2 separate regions of the Capra hircus genome follow, and region 2 is linked to region 1. The links are chromatin contacts, called in public Hi-C maps. All regions are on one chromosome and are shown on one strand. The core of a region is the stretch at or near the end of the contact, and the rest is flanking DNA. Distances in the headings are between cores, read along the strand shown. Region 1 overlaps GPNMB (transmembrane glycoprotein NMB). Region 2 holds the start of KLHL7 (kelch-like protein 7).

Region 1 (2,724 bases), core at 60-2,559:
AAAATAAAGTATGAGAAGAGACCAGATCTTGGAATTATTTTTCTAATTTTTGTTTGCCTTTCAATTTTCCTGTATACTTTTGACACATAAAAAGTTGTGTAACTTTGTCCCACGGAATGCTGATAATTTCTGAGTATTTTATGTTTTTAAGTATATGATACAATAATATGAAATTTTGATGAATTATGTATATATATAATTACACCAGTCTAAAAGAAGATTTTCTACAAGCAGTTGTTCTGAGTCTTTGTTTGAATAGTCAGTATTATAATAAAACTAAATGTGAGAGGATAGTTCTAGGTCATAGATCAGCAATCATTTTCTGTAAAGGGCCAAGTAGTAACTATTTTAGGCTTCATGGGCCATATGGTGTCTGTTGCAACTACTCAACTCCAATGCTGTAGCAGAAATGCCATCATATACATAAATGAAAGGGCATGGCTTTGTTCCAGCCTGAGCATATTGACAAAAGCAGGTGGCGGGCCAGATTTGGCTTATGGGCCATAGTTTGTGGACCTATATTCTAGGCTAAAAGAATATAGAGACGCAATAACCAAAAGCCGTTTAGTAACCTAGATTACATCCTAATATTAAAAAAAAAGAACCATGAAAGACATTCTTTGGGGCAACTGAGGGAAATCTGAATACACTCTGGATACCAAATGCTATTACAGAATTGTTAGTTTTCTTAAGAATAGGTGAAGATTTTCTTAAGGAGTTGGTGTGCTGAGCTTCCTATGCTTAGTTGCTCAGTCGTTTTGGACTCTTTGTGACCTCATGGACTGTAGCCTGCCACGCTCCTCTGTCCATAGGAGTTCTCCAGGCAAGAATACTGGAGTGGGTTGCCATGCCCTTCTCCAGGGGATCTTCCCAACTCAGGGATTGAACCCAGGTCTCCCACATTGCAGGAGGATTCTTTATCATCTGAGCCACCAGGGAACGTCACTTCACAGGGCTCCTGCAGGCTGCTCTGGAAGAATGAACGGACATGAAAAGTACTGCGTATATGGCATAACGGTACGGATACTACATGTGGGAAGCAGTGTGAAGGGGCTTGCCATTTTTATGATAACTAGGAGGCCAGGTCATTCATACCTGAAGCAGAAAAGTAATATCAAGTTGCAGCAGAATCACTTGTAGGTTTATTAAACACAGACTACTGAGCCCAACCCCCAAAATTATGGGTCCAGGCCCCATGAATTCTGTTTCTTAACAGTTCCCATGTGATGTTGGTACAGCTGCTCCCAGACCTAACTTGGAGAAAACAGTAGTCTTGAGATCCACTCTTGCCTTCTCCTATCAACAGAGGGCAGCAGAGAGCAGCATATATACAGTCAGTCACCAGGGAAGCCATTGAAATCCTCAGGAAACCTCCCTCGGTTTCAATCTAACAAATGGCAGGAGAGAGAACTGAAACCATGAATTATTTAGATTTATATTCTCCGTGTGACCTTGGCAACAAGTCATTTAACTTCCACCGAATTGCTATCTGTGAAATGGGGGAAGTAACCTAAAAGAGAGTGGGATGGCTTGATTAATGTCTGCTGAGAATTAGAACTTCCGAACAAAATTGAAATGTGTAGGTAATAAATTATTCTGGGAATTTCTTACTCCTCAGACTCTTAATAAATGTCTGCATTTTAAACACTTCCGACTCATTCATAAACATTGGTTGCCCTCATTGAATTTTCAATTGTTTAACAGTTTAGAAGGCAATACTTTAAATGCATTCATTATATCCGGAATATGTGATAACTCCAAATCTATGTGACAGGCTAAGATGAGAAGATGGCTATCCAAGGAGTGAAGGTGCCCACCTTCCGACGGGGCCTTTGGGAGGTAGGAAATCATTTCAAGTTTTTTCAGAGTGGTCCAAAAGCTGCTGGAATAGATAACCTAAAAATTCAGAGACTGCTTTCCAGGAATCACCCCTTACAGACTGATTTTGATCCTTCAACCATCATTAATTGAGTGCCGCCATGTCCCAAGCTCTGGTCTGCAGGAGACAGAGCCATGAACAGGAAACAAGGACTCTGCTTTCTCAGATTTGAATTCTTACTGCAATGAGAGCCCTACCCTCTGGCCTGGAGTCCCCCCATCCTGTCCACCACATTGGGCTCATCTAATCTGCTGCTGCTGCTGCTAAGTCGCTTCAGTCGTGTCTGACTCTGTGCGACCCCATAGACGGCAGCCCACCAGGCTCCCCCGTCCCTGGGATTCTCCAGGCAAGAACACTGGAGTGGGTGGCCATTTCCTTCTCCAATGCATGAAAGTGAAAAGTGAAGGTGAAGTCACTCAGTCGTGTCCTACCCTTAGCGACCCCATGGACTGCAGCCTTCCAGGCTCCTCCGTCTGTGGGATTTTCCAGGCAAGAGTACTGGAGTGGGGTGCCATTGCCTTCTCCACATCTAATCTGCAGACTCATCTAATCTGATTCCTTTGCTACTCACAACAGAATTGCCTTTCCTTTTTATCCTCGAAATTCTGGAATAAAATTTGCTCTGGAGATCTTCATAGGCCTTTTGGAATGTAGATGCCTTAATGGTATTTTGTATTTAACTTTAATTCTCTATATAACTTGAGCTTCAGTTCAGTTCAGTCGCTCAGTTCGTGTCCTACTCTTTGTGACCGCATGAATCATAGCACGCCGGGCCTCCCTGTCCATCACCCACTCCCGGAGTTCACTCAAACTCATGTCCATCGAGTCAGTGATGCCATCCAGCC
Region 2 (2,700 bases), core at 40-2,539, 130 kb before region 1:
GATTCTGAGCATTTGTGGATTTTGGTATCCCCAACAGCTTCTGGACCCAACCTGCAAATACTCAAGGATGACTGTCTTGACTAGTTAAAACAGAAGATCTGAGAACATTTAGATTAAAAAAAATTATAAGGTACACAGAGGTATAAATGTCTTATTCTTTTCTAAGAATGCTTAGATTTTTTTTTTTTTTTTTTGGCTGCACCTTCCTCCACCAGGAATCCAACCAGCACCCCAGGTGGAAGCAGTGGAAGCACAGTCATAACCATGGACCACCAGGAAACTCCCTTTTTTAAAGCTTTTTTTTTTGCTTAGATTTTTGTTTTTGGAGCGCCTTATAAGCCACTTGCTCTTTCATTTGAATTATACTGTATTGCTTTCTCCTAATCAAGAGAAAGTATAATGCTTTGATAGAGTCAATTATTTTACTTAAAGCATGTTTCTATACATTCCTATATGCATGCATGCATGCATGCTAAATCGCTTCAGTCGTGTCTGACTTCGTGCGACCTTATGGACAGCAGCCCACCAGGCTCCTCTGTCCACGGGATTTTTCAGGCAAGAATACTGGAGTGGGTTGCCATTTCCTTCTCCCATATTCCTATACAGACCTAGGTAGAAAATTAAAGGGATATGTATAAGTTTTCAAATGTAAATTTCAAATAACCTTATATTATAGATATTATATGCTAGAAATAATATGATTTATAGTTACAAAAAGCATCTCATGAGTTCTATGATTACTATGGGAAGCCTAATTGGAGATTTCTGGAAAAGCTGACACCTGATCTTAGTTTCAAACACTGAGAAGTAAACCAGCCTAAGCAGGCAGCCATTCCACATCAGGGAAACACCAATGGGGACTGTGTATCCTTGCTTTATGACTCCCAAGCAAATAAACCTTATTTTCCATGCAATAAACCTTAACTTGCAGTACGCGGTGGTCTTCTCCCATTTCATATTGAGCGCCTACAGCATGTCATCTTCTGATACTGCAACACCGACGCTGGTCCTTACGGAGTTTACGCTAACGGGACGCTCTTTAATGCCTTCTATCACCCAATTATCCCCAAAAGATAATCTCGCCACGTCAGCCAAATTTGTAAAACCTGTCTTGGGCAAAGGGAAAGGAACGCGCAACTCCGGACAGCTAGAAACCAAAACAGCCGGCGCACGGAAAGGACGTTCGGCACCGGCCTCCAGCCGCTCGGAGAGGCGCGCGGCTCTGACGCGTAGACCCCGCCCCCCCACTCCTTCTTAGCGGCCCCGCCCCCTCGAGCCAAGTGCGCAGGCTCCTCCTCCGGGCTCCGGTTCTGCTGGAGACGCAGCCCAGCGACTACATCGCCTTACAGCGATCTTCTGAGCGGGTCGTCTGGCCTTGCCCTACTGCAAGGTCTGCGGCGTCCCCGCGCTTCCGCAGGCGGAGTGGTACAGCCAGCCACTCTCCCAGCCTCGGTGCTTTGGTGAACACAACCCCCGGCGTGCCTGGAAAGTGCAACCCCTCGCCCGGCCCGGCAAGTCCCGGGCGTGAGCCGCGCTGACCGAAGGAGGATGGCAGCCTCTGGGGTAGAGAAGAGCAGCAAGAAGAAGACCGAGAAGAAACTTGCTGCTCGAGAGGAAGCCAAATTGTTGGCAGGTTTCATGGGCGTCATGAATAACATGCGGAAACAGGTACCGCCTCTGTGGGAGTGACCGTCGGCGTGGGGGAGGTGGTCCGGGGCTTGGGCCCCTGACGGACCCGGCTGAAACCCGCGCCCCGTGGATCGCGACCCTCTTCTTCCTCTGTCCTCGCCCTTCCTTGCATTTTCGTACGCCGGCGAAGCAGCTGCTGGTGGAGGGTCGCGTTAAACAGCTCTCCAGCAGAAGTGCCTCGTTGTCCGCCGATGCTGTGGCTCCCAGGTCAGACTCCTAGGGGACCTCTCGGACTGGCGTCCGGCGTCGGGTATCGGTTGTATAACAGCTGTGCCCTAGTTATCTCTTTGTGAGCCGAGCATCCCTCCATTGGCCAGCCGTTTTTAGCTGCCGTGAGATCTCGTGCGAAGAATCCCATTGGCACAGCCCAAACCGAAGCCCTCGAGGAAGGGAGAAGCATTGCTGGCCCTGACATCAGCTCCTCTTAAATAAGGATCCCCGCCTCCCTTCTGTGTTACCGGGGTGGAGCTAGGAGAAGGCAGTCTCTTGTACGTGTTAATTTAGAGCAGAAACAGTCGTGGATGAATTCCGTGCCATCCATTAAGGGCCCCTTGCGCCTCTGTTACTTAAGAGGAGTCTTTGTTCTGTCTTTGATGTGTGGCGTTTTAGTGACAGTCTTCGGCACGTCGGCGAAAGGTGGGTTGTGAAAAGAACGGGTTTTAACGCCAAAGAATGTAGACCAGAGAATCTGTTTGTTTATGAATGCCTCTTAGACCAGAAAAGTCGCTTGGTCATTTTCCTCATCCTGGAAGCTTTGTTTGTAGAAATGTGCGTCCAGGGAGATCTGTGGGAATGTTTCAGTTTTGTGTCTGTGGTCCTGTTTTTCATGACAAAAGCAGGATGTGAGTGTAACTGCAAAACCTAGCTTGCTCATTTGGTGGTGCTGAAACTGCACAAACCAGATTGGGACTTGAACTTAATTGAGAGCATACAGCTGGTCTCCGGACTTTATTGAAGGTCGGTTTCTTTTTTCCTGCGGCTTTGTAGGATTAGTTCCTCAGGTAGGAATTG

Evidence for each region. Hi-C and Micro-C count contacts between places; a contact is called where the count stands out from the background.
Region 2: a Hi-C map of blood shows a contact between it and region 1, with 3 times the contacts expected there. The contact joins the promoter of KLHL7 here to the enhancer-like site in region 1. A contact is called at or near these places in 2 of 5 Hi-C or Micro-C datasets (both in blood).

What each region holds. Positions count from the first base shown.
Region 1 is chr4:88,684,751-88,687,474 of ARS1.2, reverse strand. It overlaps GPNMB (transmembrane glycoprotein NMB), which reads left to right. Exons shown (of 12, transcript XM_013963196.2): 11 at 909-1,017; 12 at 1,775-2,127. The coding sequence ends at 1,807. Among named protein-coding and RNA genes, the nearest start is that of MALSU1, 24 kb to the right of the region's middle. Within about 2 kb of position 1,309, at least 1 of the 5 cell types and tissues checked has an H3K27ac peak or open chromatin away from gene starts, as enhancers often do.
Region 2 is chr4:88,819,036-88,821,735 of ARS1.2, reverse strand. It overlaps KLHL7 (kelch-like protein 7), which reads left to right and starts at 1,289. Exons shown (of 11, transcript XM_018047321.1): 1 at 1,289-1,668. The coding sequence starts at 1,549.